Linked DNA regions of Sus scrofa: region 2 is linked to region 1. The links are chromatin contacts, called in public Hi-C maps. All regions are on one chromosome and are shown on one strand. Each heading gives the region's core, a stretch centred on a gene start, on an enhancer-like site or on the middle of the called end of the contact. The rest is flanking DNA. Distances are from core to core; before and after follow the strand shown.

What was found. A called contact is a pair of places that touch in the nucleus more often than the background predicts.
Region 2: a Hi-C map of skeletal muscle shows a contact between it and region 1, with 5 times the contacts expected there. The contact joins two enhancer-like sites. A contact is called at or near these places in 1 of 47 Hi-C or Micro-C datasets (skeletal muscle) and 1 of 2 datasets of contacts at active chromatin or transcription factors (skeletal muscle).

Annotation. Positions count from the first base shown.
Region 1 is chr2:29,902,673-29,909,570 of Sscrofa11.1, reverse strand. No RefSeq gene overlaps it. Among named protein-coding and RNA genes, the nearest start is that of MPPED2, 130 kb to the left of the region's middle. Within about 2 kb of position 4,415, at least 3 of the 83 cell types and tissues checked have an H3K27ac peak or open chromatin away from gene starts, as enhancers often do. A contact at or near this core is called in skeletal muscle, where this site is marked.
Region 2 is chr2:30,140,365-30,147,039 of Sscrofa11.1, reverse strand. The region is part of intron 4 of MPPED2 (metallophosphoesterase MPPED2); the gene reads right to left. Among named protein-coding and RNA genes, the nearest start is that of MPPED2, 100 kb to the right of the region's middle. Within about 2 kb of position 3,954, at least 10 of the 83 cell types and tissues checked have an H3K27ac peak or open chromatin away from gene starts, as enhancers often do. A contact at or near this core is called in skeletal muscle, where this site is marked.

The sequences.
Region 1 (6,898 bases), core at 3,166-5,665:
GGTCATTGATTCAGAATATGGTGGCTCAATGTCAGACAATATTGATCCAAGTCCCACTGTTCAGTGGACTGAGTGCTATGGAAAATCCACAAGAACTAAACACCTCAAGAAGTTTGTAAGTCGCTTGAGGACATGGCACTTATAATTACAAGCATCATCAAATAACATGGTGGTCATGGGGCTTGTCTACAGAGATTCCATCTCCTTCTGGCACACGATAGGATTGCCTTGTCCCAACTGCTTATGGTCTCCTGCCTCCCTTGCTTTTTCCAATGGAATGTTAATCCATTCGATTAACTTGAGGGAAGAAGCTCTAGGAATCTGTAAGCTCTACACTTTATCTTTCCCTCTGGCCTAGAGACCAACAGTGCTCCCAATTGTGACTGCCATGTCATCCAGTGTCCCAAAGTAAGCCCCCAGGTGACCTGAGGTGGACATAAAGTATAATCCTTTGTTGTTCAAAGACATTGCGGATTGCTTATTATTGCAGCTTAACCCAGCCCACCCTGATTCATACAGAAGGGAATGAATGCGAGAGGGAAGCAATTCCTCCTCTTCACTTGTTGCACCAGAAAATGAGCTTGTTGCCGTTACCCAGACCAGAAACCTCAAAGCAAATCTGTCTGCAACACGGTCCACATTTGCGTTATCTTCCAATTGCCAACCCAAATGTAAGAAAAGTAAAATACATATGCAATGCTTACTCTGTGCCACTGTTCGAAATGCTTTCTAAATATTAGTTCATCTAGTTCTCACGACAACTCTGTCAAGTAGGCATTTTTAGCTTTGTTTCGCAGAAGGGGGAAACTAAGCACAGAGAAGTTGAATACCTTGCTGAAGCTCATCCTGCTAGTCAGGGAGCTAGGATTTGAACTCTAGGAGTCTGATTCCAGAATGCCTACTTTTGACTACAAAACTCCACTTCTTCTGTGTAATTCTAAATGTAAAGCAGTTGGGGGCGGGGGACACAATCTGCTTTAGAGTTGTAGAGGACATGGATTTCTCACCTTATCCTGCACGATGCTCCTCATACCCCCTTGCTTTCAGCGATGGACCTCTGGTTCCTTTGGGTACTTCAACTTCAGCCAATGTGGTTTGAATTGGGGTTGATCTGGGTCTTAAAAATACATCTGGATTGACTTGACCTAGCTAGCCTACCTTCCCACTTGGATCAGTTTCTGGTGAGAAGTCAGCTGGTGTTTCTGGGGAAAGGAACGTTTCTTTCTCTACCAATCTAATTGGCAGAGAAAGGATGTGAAGCCTGGATCTGCCAGCTGTCTTAAAGGTCCGAGGGGCAGGACTGAAATTCCCGAAGCCTGAAAGGGAACCAACCCACAGGAAGCAAAGCCACTGAATCTGATTCTCCTGTCTTTGCTTGAGCCATGAATCAAGCCACGCCTGCAGGCAGCTGTACCTGTAGGCCTTTGAGTTCCATGAACCAATTAATCCCTCTGTTTACCTTAATCCATTCTGAGAGGGTTTTTCTGTCACTTGTAGCAAAAAGATTCTTAATTCATGTGAAAGTAAACAAAGTGAACAAAAGCAACAATAAAATATACTATGTTCTATAAGATGTATAACCTATTCATTTCTACTTAAGAAGTTATGGTCAATCTAAATTATTAAGATGGCTGAATTCACCTGAAACTTACACAATATTGTGATTAATCTATAATTCAATAAAAACAAAAAAAATTTTAAGGCTGAATTTAGAACAATAACTCCATTTCATTAACTTTGGGGATATCACCAATAAAGCATTTAACTGCAAAAGCTGATCTCCTGTGGATTTTAAATAACTTATATCTATTTTGTTTTTAAGCAAATGACTTAAGAATCACTTATAACTGACAGCTTTAGTCACTGCAGTGGTACAAGGGGACCTGCTCAATGCGGTTTCAAGAATTTGTTAAATTTACTTCTTAAAGTAGCTAAAATTCACTGTTATATCATTAGGCCTCCCTTTAAAAAAAATAATTCTGGGGCCCCTTTCAGGGCAGAAGTTATATTTATTATTTTTGGTTCAATGACCCAAAGAAACTTATAAATAAATTTTTATTTTATCTATTATATGGCATTTATATGCATTGGAAAATAGTCACATATAAATAAATGTACTGGATCAGTTCATGTGCTTGCCTCACATATGGATTCTCAGATCTGGGAACTAACTCTATAACCCCACCCCACCTAACCCCCACTGATGCTGAAGCCCAATTGCTTTTTTTCTTTTTTTTTTGTCTTTTTGCCTTTTCTAGGGCCACTCTCACGGCATATGAAGGCTCCCAGGCTAGGGGTCTAGTCAGAGCTGTAGCCAGCAGCATACACCACAGCCACAGTAATGCAGGATCCGAGCCGCATCTGCAATCTACACCACAGCTCATGGTAATGCCCGATCCTTAACCCACTAAGCGGGGCCAGGGATTGAACCCACAACCTCATGGTTCCTAGTCAGATTCGTTAACCACTGAGCCACGACGGGAACTCCTGAAGCCCAATTTCTTCTCCAGCTTTCTAGTTATTGCAGTTGTCAATCAGTACGGTCTTAGAACAGGGATGGGTAACTTTGTCGGTAAAGGCCAGGCAGTAAGTATTTTAAGCTTTGTGAGACATATGATCTCTGTCATAACTACTCAATTCTGTCGTTGTAGCATGGAAGCAACCACAGAGAATAGACAGACAAATGGATGTGGCTGTATTCCAATAAAAGTTTATTTAACAAAAAAGGTGGCTGGGCAATTTGACTCCTAATCCATGGTTTGACAACCCCTTGTCTAAAATAATGACATTTTAAGATATCAGGCAGACTTCTCAAGCCTGGAGATTTCTCTTCACGAGTTTTGAGTGGTTTTAAGTGGTCAGATCATTAGATTTGGGGGGGGGGAGTCAATATCTTGAGCCTTATGGAATCCCATCTTTTTTTTTTTTCTTTTTTTCTTTTTAGGGCCACACTCACGGCATATGGAGATTCTGAGGCGAGCAGTCCAATTGGAGCTACAGCTGCTGGCCTACATCACAGCCACAGCAATGCAGGATCCAAGCCGCGTCTGGGACTTACACCACAGCTCATTGCAACGCCAGATCCTTAACGCACAGATGGAGGCCAGGGATCGAACCCACAACCTCATGGTTCCTAGTCGGATTCGTTAACTACTGAGCCACGATAAGAACTCCTCAATTATGTTTTTAAAATGCGTAGGGAAAAAACAAAATGCAGATTCATTTCCACTGCTCCACAATGGGAACTCCTAGAATCCTATCTCGAGTCCTATCTTGAGTCCTATGGTTCACATTGACTGTAATTACTATTCCTTGGCAAATGATGTATGAAAATAACAATTTAATGAGAACCAATATGGCTTTATTTATATGACAGCCTTTAGTTCTCCCTAGAATCCTAAGAAAGATACTTGTTTAAGAATAGATGAGCCCAGTGGGAAAGAGAAAATTTATAGGTGTGTGAGATGAGTTTTGGATGGATAGACTTGATTTCAAGTCTTAGCTTCACCAAGATAGCCCATGTGACCTTGGCTAGACTTTTATACCCCTCTGAATTTTACTTCCTCATTTACAATTGAAAATATATAAAATTATATGATAAAATTATAAGGTCATTATCACTGATAATATCATCTACCTTTTAGAGACACTGGGAAGGTTTACTGCAGTGAGCACGAGAACATGCAAAGCACTCACTACATTTGAGCCATGCCATGTTTCAGACGTGACAATGAAGTGACTTGCTGAAGGTCACAACCATAGGCAGGGGTGGAGCTCAGATTTGCACTGCAGGCTGACTGATTTCAAAGTGTGTGAACCTCCCATTGCATTAGGCTGACCCCCAGCTATCCATGGAAATGGGGGTGTGCAGCTCACGCCTGGAGATGACTCAACCTATTAAAATATAAAATTTCCTTGGAGTTCCCATCTTGGCTCAGTGGTTAATGAATCCGACAAAGAACCATGAGGTTGGGGGTTTGATCTCTGGCCTCGCAAAGTGGGTTAAGGATCCAGTGTTGCTGTGAGCTGTGGTGTAGGTTGCAGATGCAGCTGGGATCCTGCGTTGCTGTGGCTCTGGCATAGGCTTGGCAGCTACAGCTCCGATTCGACCCCTAGCCTGGGAACCTCCATACGCCACGGGTGTGGCCCTAGAAAAGCCAATAAAATAAAACAAAACAAAACAAATAAAATAAAATAAAATTTCCAAAGCCAGTCACACGAAGTGAATCCCCTGTGTCGGGTTGTGGAAGCTGGATGCATGTTTCTGGAAGTAAACATGACGTATCAGGCATTCCCGTGGCTGAAGCTGCCATGTAACACTCGATTTGTCTTTCCTTCTCACACAGACACTGTGAGAAATACTCTTGACCTTCTAAGTCTAGTGCAGTGTCTCTTGCTGCCAAATTCCAAAATAGCCATAAAATGTGACCTGCACTCTTAGCCTCTCCGGAATCTCTCCGTTACCTCAGAGGGTCTGGCCCCAGACAGACAGGGTGGAAACAGGCCCACTTTCTCCACCACTGCTCTCTTGAAAGAGGCAGCATGAGATAAGATCAACGGCTCCCGACGGTGGCTTGTGACATGCCTTTGGTTATGTCAAGGACATTCTCAAACAAGATGAATTTAATTTATGAATCCTACAGCTGGAGATGAGTAGAGAGTCTTTCTGGATCTCCCCCCTCATTTTGCAAATGTGCAAACTGAAATCCAGGGCTGTTAATAACAAGCCCAACTCATCTTAATCCCAGTCTCCAACACTTTCCCCACACACCCCCTGTAATTTGGGGCGGGGGATGTCTAAATTAGGGCTGCCAGATTTAGCAAATAAAAACGCTGTCTACCCAGGTAAATCTGAGCTTCAGGTAAATAAATATTTTTTAGTATAAATACATCTCATGGAATATTTAGGCCAGTGTGTTATGCTCAATAATTATTCTTTATCAAAAATTCAAACTTAACTGGGCATCCTGGATTTTATCTGGCAAACCTAGCCCAAGTCAAATAAACGATGCCAAGATTTCTACCTGCTGAAAGGACATTGGAACGTGTTGTTAGAAAGCTGGCTGAAGTGGCAAAAAAGTGAATGGACAGGGAAAACTCATAACCCCACTAAATGAAGTTGAAAACAACCAATGGCTAGAAAAGAAGTAACGTGAAGCTTAAGGACAGGGAAGGAAGGAAAGAAAAAGGGAAAGGAAGGAAGGCGGGTGGAGGGCAGAGAGAAGACACTTTAAGTGTGGTGGTCTCTCCTCTCTCTGTGGACGCTCTGCAAAAATAATGCTCCATCACTGTCTTTTTCTCCTCGGCCCCCTTCACCACCTGCCCTTCCTCCTCCTAATGCATATTTCTCTGGCATACACAGTTACCTTCTTTCTTCTCAACTAGAATAGAGTTGTATTTAAGTTTTAAATTTTATGTATTTTATTTTTATTTTTTGCTTCGAAGGGTCTTACCTGCAGCAAGAGGCAGTTCCCAGGCTAGGGGTCCCATCGGAGCTGCAGCTGCTGGCCTGCATCACAGCCACAGCGACGTGGGACTGGAGCCACGACTTTGACCTACACCACAGCTTGTGGCAACCCGGGGTCCTTAACCCACTGAGCGAGGTCAGGGCTCAAACTTGCATCCTCATGGATTCTAGTCGGGTTCCTCACCAGCTGAGCCACAACAGGAACTCCTTAAGTTTTAAATTTTAAATTTTAAAACCAAGCCATACATGTAGATGATTTTAAACTCCAAGATTACCAAAGGGATTAGAAAGAAAAGCTTTAGTCCTTTTCCCCATCTCTTGTCTTGGTTCACTCCTTTCAGAACCACTTTTAAACCCGTCGACTATATTTATTGTCCCTGTTTGCCCAGAACTGAGGGGTTTCACAGGACTTGGGACTTTCAGCCCTAAAACAAGGACAGTTCCAAATAAACTAGGACTACTCATTGGTCAGGCTATGTCTTCCTTCAGAGATATTTTTCTCTCTCTAAATAACATTTTCTACGTTTGCTTCATGTATCAATTCGAGGCATGATCTATTGATTTCCTCCTTTGAGAGGTAAGTATTTATTTTTTGGTTATTTTCAAATGGCTGGCAAAACACCTTTTCCGTTCAGTTCAAATCACTCATTTAGCCTAAAAGCTCTCCGAGAGAAACTTCGGAGGGAATGTGTTTTTCTCTAACCAGAGAAAACAAGAATCATGTTGTGTGTGAGTGTGTGAGGTGCCATTTTATGTTCCCACTGAAATATTTTCCCCCACCCAAGAATCCTTTTAAATATTCTTAACTTTAATTGCCTTTGTACCCCACAAAGAAGTCATTTTAAATTAAGCAGAATCCATCACTGTGATAATTTTTTAATGAGTAAAGATAATGTACTGTACAGAAATTGAAATGAGGTGTTCCCAGGATCATTTACAAAGTCTTGAAAAGTCCTCCTAAGAATCAGTTGAAATTAATGGATCTCAGAGTCTCACGACCATCAATACCTTATAGCCAAGGACTGGGTTCAAGGGAAAAAAAAGGACCACAATAATAATAGTTACGTTTTCCAATTTGAGCAGTTAGCTCCTTTCATTCTGAGATCCGAAGGAATTTTATAAATATTAATTAAGCCTCACAGGTGTGATTTATTAGATTAACTCACTGATAGCCATCAAGAACTCTAAATGGGCACAGTCCTATTTAAAGAAGCTGGATAGAAAAGCAGAATAAATTAGCATCCCAGGCAGACTCTGCTTCCCTGGACTTGAGCCCCCAGGATTTGGGGGAAGGTAGGCAGAGGAGACGTGCTCCTTGGCACAAACTTCTTGAATTAACTCTGATCTCAAAACAGAGTGACCACAGTTTGGTGTGGATACACTCTGGTTTGAGGTTTCCTAATCTTTACTGAAATATTCCCCCTTCCCAGC
Region 2 (6,675 bases), core at 2,705-5,204, 240 kb before region 1:
TCACTTCTTGCTGCAAATTTCCTACTTGGATATTATTAACCATAGTAACTCTAGTTATACTTTAACCAAGCTGATCTTTTCTAATATTTGTGCAAAGCAGTTTTCCTATATCTTCTCCTGAATTAAAGCAGATTTGCAATTCATCTTTTCTGCTCTTTAGAGAATGCAGACAGAATCTCCTAAGCCAGAGGCTTTCAAGCTGGTCACTGATTTCCTGTTTGAGCAGCCCTCACAGAACATTCCACATTCATTATCGTCTCCATCCAGGAATACCTTTATTTTTCCTGGGTGAAAATGTAGTATCAAGAGTTACTCGTACATTGAAAATGATACTCCATGGAAGTGACCTTAAAAATGCCCCATATGTCTTCATTTAACAGACATCTATTCACTCTTCCATGTCCTTTGCCCAAATGCTGCTGATATATGAGGTTCCTTTCCTAAATGGTTTCCAGTTACCCAGATCATAAGCAATTTGTCGTGTAAAGAAACTGTGCAATATTTGCTTTTAAAAATTCTCTCGCACACACACACACACAGGAGTAACCATTATTCTAGACTAAGTTTCCTATCTACCTCATTTCTTTCTCTTTCTGTTTCTCCCCTTCTACCCTGGTAGACCATTACAAAAAAGAAAAACAAACAAACAAAAACAGCCATGACAAAACTTTATCTTTCGGTGAAGAAAATAATATTTATTGAGCATTTACTGAGTGTCAGGAACTTAACATACAAAATTGCATTTTAATCCCACAAAAAAGTACAAAGTAGTGAAAAAAAATAAAGGCTTTGAGGTTAGAACTCCAGTTCTGCTATGCAGGAAAGGAGTATCCTTGGGTAGTTATCTAATGTTACTGTTTTCATCATAGAACTTCAATTTTATCATCTCCTAATTGGGGGGAATATTTCTTTACAGGGTGGCTGTGAAGCTTAAAAGCCATATTATGTACGGTACCCATATATGTGGGTAATGCCCAATAAAGAGTGGTGGTTGTCATTTGCACACCCATGTCCCAGATGAAACTGCTGCTCAGAGAGATGAAATAACTTGCTTAACAAGGTAAGTGAGTTTTACATGACAAAACGGAGAGGCAAGCTCGCTGGGGACAGCTGTTTCTAAAGGCTAAAGACTACAGCCTCTATACACATATTGCTTCCCCATCAGTAAGCAGAACAGGGCTGCAGCTGTTTAACCAAATGTCCAGCCTGTGGATCAGACCTTTCAGGGTGTGTCTGCCTGCTGGGGAGGTCTTGCAGGAAGTCTGTTGACCCGAGAAACTGGTTTAAGGGCAAAGGGAATCAGCAAGAAGAGCTCGGCTTGGTTTCAGCAGACCCTTCACTGTCAGAGGGACACCTCTGAGCACATTTTAGGTTGTCCTCCAACAAGCCTCCCACGGTGGGTCTTTACAAGGCTGAGTGACATCCCCTGATGGCCTTCTTACCGAGCAGCCTAGAAGGGCAGAGGGCCTCTCCTCTGTTGAACACAACACAGCATAGCTTTGATGACCACGACTCTGTAGTGAAACCACCCTGGCAGCAGGCAGACTCCTGAGAAGGGGTGAGTCGGAGCTATGCCAATGCAGTGTCTGGCAAAAAGGGAGCGCTGGATGGAAGCAGCCATCTCCTAGCTGTGTGCTCCGAAGCCCATTCACCTTCATCACAGGAGGATAAAAGGAACCTGTGCAGTCACCTCGCCTTATGGGTGAGCACACCTGAGCCACAGGGGGAAAGTATGGAGGAAGGCAGAGCAGTAGCAGGGCCTGGAACCAGACAAACAGGGGCTCACCACCTGGTACTATCTGGAGAAGTTCACGGTACACTCACGATTCAAAGGATTAAATAAGAAATCCACGTTTGTCAAATAGCTTGACAATAAATGGCACAGAACCTGTATGACTTTGATTCAACTCTAAGAATTCAACCACTGAGGATTCAGCCACTGAGAAAAGAGAATACTACCTGTTTAATAATGGTTTCTAATGTCCAAAGGACATTCTGAGGGCCCACCTGGTCTAGCTTCCAACCAGACTCACACTTGACACTGACTGCTTCTACTATAGCTTGAAGAGATCATCTCCAAAGCTTATAGGAACTTCTACAGTGACTCAAGCATGGGAATAAGGCATCTGAGATAAGAAATGACAATGAAGAGCCTATGTTGGAGCTTTTCTTTGAAACCTCACTGCCTTCAGGTTAGCTCCGTCCCACTGGTGCCCTTCCTCACCTTTTGAGGTCGTGCTCACCTGGAGAGGTGCTACATTTCTGAATGTTCAGGAAGGAAGGATCTAGAGGTGTTCATGAAGAGCCCGCGGACACAGGCTAGAGCTTCGTTTGGTTCTACTTTGTTTACTCATCTCTAGCCATGCTTGCAGATTTATTGTTATGCTTCACCTGGGAATTCAGATCGTGGAAATATTTTCTTTTCTTTGGCAACTGGGTGTCTTTCCGTCCAGCAGCCCAAACTCCCTGACCCTCATTCATTCACTCATTGATTCAGCAGAAATGCACTGGGCTAGCCTAGGGCATGCATGGACAACAAAGACAACAGGGTCCCCGCCTGTGTGGAGCTTACAGCCACCACACCATCTCCTTCCACTCCCCAGCAGCAGCTCTGGGTTTAAAAGGAGGCTGCCATATAATAGGAGAAAAGGAAAGAACACCCAGCAGCCAGCCGGCTGGGTCTCAACGTGGAAGGCCGGGGCTTGCCTGGAGCATGGTGTGTGGGTCCACGCCAGGCCTGACTTCAGCAGGGATGCACCGGCAGCACTTCTTTCTTCATGCATGTGCCCAGAGCTGCCGTCTCTCTCAGCCGCTCCTTGATGCTTCACACAGAAAAGGGCCCATGTGCCGGTGTTTGCCCCTCTAATGTATGTGCAAAGGAAACAAAGTTGTCTCCACAGCACAGAAGGACCAGAGGAGCTGATCCATGTCTTACGACACGTTGAGATGGAGATTTTCATGTTTTAAAGTCTAGGCTCTGGAGCATATCATGCAGAAGATACAGGATCATTCTTTGGTTCTGTCCCCCCAACCTTCCCGCTGTCCCCCTGCAAGCACCTTCCCATTGAATCCTGAGGGCTCCTAAGAGGACGCGCCTGGATTTCTGTGTGTCCTTTCTGCAGCAAGATGGGAACAGCCAGGGCTTCTAAGTGGCCACTTCCTGAGTTGCCTCAGGTCAAGGAGTAGAATGATATCTGTGGTTACTAGGATATCCTCACTCAGCCTCAAGAGCTCAGCAAAGGAAGGATGCATTCTAGTCCTATTTTGCCCCAAATTAATGTTGGGCAAGTCACCTTCTCTGCTGAAAACTCTATCTTGATCTCCTTTGTCAAAAGGAGGCAACCCCGGGCAGTAGTGTCATGACATATAAGCACTTATAAATGATGGCTGTTACTCATTATTATTATTAATAGATACCCTTTGCATTTTAATTGTTCAGGATTGTTTTTAAATTTTAATTATGTGGAATTGTTGTGAAGCCCAAATGAGACAACACACGTGACAGTTCTTTAAGTGAAACACATCATCCGAATCGAGGTTTATTATTTTTGCTGGCTAATTGAGTTTGTATCTCAGAATGTTCAGGCAAAAATTTACATTATGCCAGTGGTTGATATGAAGCATCACTGAGGGCCCAGGAACACATCTACACCCACCTCCAAATTCGCCTCTCCAACCACCACCAACATATCAGATAAAGGCACGTGACAGGCTTTAAAAGTTTGAATGGAATGGGCAAAAAGGTACAAGTTGGGACCAACGTCCCACGCTCTGCATAAACCGGCTTTCACCATGGCATTTCACCATGATACAGCTATCAATGGGAGGTAGGAAGCAAAGGGACTGGTTTTGCTTTCTCCTTTTCCAAATAAACAGGGCGGTTGTTAAACCAGAAGTGAATCTGATCCTGTGCAGCTTTAAGAGCAGTCAGCTGCATTCTGAAGCAGGCAAAAATGTAAACAGAGCCTGTAACTCTAGAGCAGAGCAGACCTGCCATAGGTTTCATAATGGGAGAGTCCACGGGCCCTGCGCCAAGAAAAATGAAATGTTAGCCTGGGCCTTTAAACAGAATCATGTCGAAGCAGAGTGCATATTTGTTCAACACACACACAGACCTTTTTCTGTGCCAATACCTATCTGAACTGTCCTAAATAAAACCTGGCATCCCTGAGATCATGGGATAGAACCAATATTGTTCGTATAGTTCTGTTCTTGAGCATGAAAGGACTTTTCAGCTGAACATGGAGATGTTTCTTTCTTTTCTTCTTTTTTTTTTTTTGGCCCAATTTAATTACAAAGTATGTATGACTGTGAAAATAAAATAAATGAGCCCATTCCACCCATCCCCATATCTGAATTCTATCGCATGAGTTGCCAATTGGTTTTCTAATCCTCTTACTCAATATCTGCTGTTAATTTGTTCGCTATTTCACGAACTTGAAGACTGTCAGCAAAATACATGATGCATTACAAAACTTATCATTGGAAATAAAAACATCTGAAGCTTTTCTGACAGGGTAAACGTAAAGTACCACTGCGCTGGTCAGAACAAGGAAACGTGAGCAACCTTGTAGCTGTGTGTGTACAAACACAATTAGAAGTGTTGCCGCGAGTAGAATCCACACTGAACTCCCACTCTGAAAAATGCCGAGAAAATTACATCTAAATGAATGGACAAACGCAACATGTTTATGATCCAAAGTGAGGGGAAAAGAGACGGGGTGGGGGGGGGAAATCCCGAGGCTTTCTCTTGCTATTTCAGCCGTTTTAGAATTACACTGCCTAGGCCCGATCTAATTTTCCTGCTGCAGAAGTTAAGGCACTTCCTCTACAGTTACTCAATCTGACAAATTACACCTGGGTCTACTCTCACATGAAAAAGTGTGCTCTTTGTTCCTGACCCCTTGGTCAGCGTAGAGATCAAATTCCTGGACATTGGAAAGCCCCACTCATATTCATTAAAAGCCACGGGAGACCAGCGCTGCATTTCTGTGCAGGAGGGGAACAAGGCACAGGCTGTTTCTGAACAATACAACTGCCATGCTCAGGTCGGAACAAAATGGACTTTCTACTTTTTGCAGCTTGGCTGTGGATCCGCTGGTACCTGGATTTTTTTTCCCCCCACATAAGCATCTTAATAGCAAACGAACAACCGAAATCAGAACAAAGAAGGGACTTGTCGATTTTTCAATGCCAGGTCCCTTGAGTGCAAATCTGCTTGTACTAAAACTTTGGCTACAGATCCAGTAACCCAAAATACAGTGATGATTTCAAAATGCCACCTCTCCTGCACCCTGGCCAGACAGGCAGTTAGAAACTACACTGGCCAATATGTGACAGATTAGAATTTCGTCTCCTCTTTCTAACAGTAATCAGCCTTTGGAAAAAGATGTGACAGAGCTGAAAGGGATCATGAGTAGAAATCAGGAAGCATCTCGGTGGCAGAGAATCAATACGAAGGCTATGAGAAATCCACGAGCTTTCCTGTTGGGAGAGCTGTAACGGCCCGGGCAGATCTAACTGCCAGGCCACACAAGACCCTCTTCTGTCCCCCCAAGAGGGAGAGAAAAATGTAACAGAGGTTAAGAAAGGCTGTGACCGAACTGTTAGTGCCTTGACAATGCATCATGCCTGATTCCCTTTTCTTCAGGATACTTGGAAGAACAAGGCAGTAAAGAAACATACAGAAGCCACAGAACCTGGGGAAGGCTTCCTGAGGCTGGGCTGCCCTCGGGGAGCTGGTCAATTCTTGCCCTCCTTCCAAGTGAGCACCTTTCTTCCAGGACAAGGCACCCCAATTACAAGTTCTTCAGTGCAAGCTGCTGGATTTGTCCAGACCTATCAAACCACATCCAAACCCTTTTCCTTGCAGACTGAATAACCACCACGATGCACCCCAACTGCAAACACCCACACACGCTCAGGGTTGTTGTATATGTTCTACAAACAAATTCCTCCTAAACTGTAAGTCAGGAGATGCTGCATTAATTCTCCCTGGTCTTTTAGAAACTTTCAGCTTCTAGACACGTAATGAATATGAGCTAATATTCTTGTGTAGAATGAAAGTGAGTTACAATCCATATTTTGTAAAATATGAGTTAGTAGCTCTCCCCCTGGTCAGATGGCAACTACTTTTGAGAAACCTGTGACAGGACAGAAATCCTTAGTATCGAGGTTCTTATTTTGGTACCTGTTTTTAAATGAAAACCACTGGCCCTATCAGCAAACCAGAACTTAGAATTTCCTCTAGAAAATTCATAAGAAAAGCATGGAAATCAAACTTAAATCAGTGTACATTATTTGGGGGTTGGAATAGCCAATGGGTTATGAAGCAGGCGTCCACCTATGTGTGAATCTGAGATGGGAAATCCTTGTTTCTGACAGGGAAAAAGGGAACAGTTCTGGTGTAAATCCTCCCAAACTTCGCTTCCAGTCAAATTCTTTTTTTTTTCTTCAGTCTTTTTAAGGTTGCACCCGAGACATGTGGAGGTTCCTAGGCTAGAGGCTAAATTGGAGCTGTAGCTGCTGGACTACACCACAGCCACAGCAACACATGATCCAAGCTACGTCTTCGACCTATACCACAGCTCACGGCAATGCCTGATCCTTAATCCAATGAGCAAGGCCAGGAATCGAACCTTTGTCCTCATGGATGCTAGTCAGATTTGTTTCTGC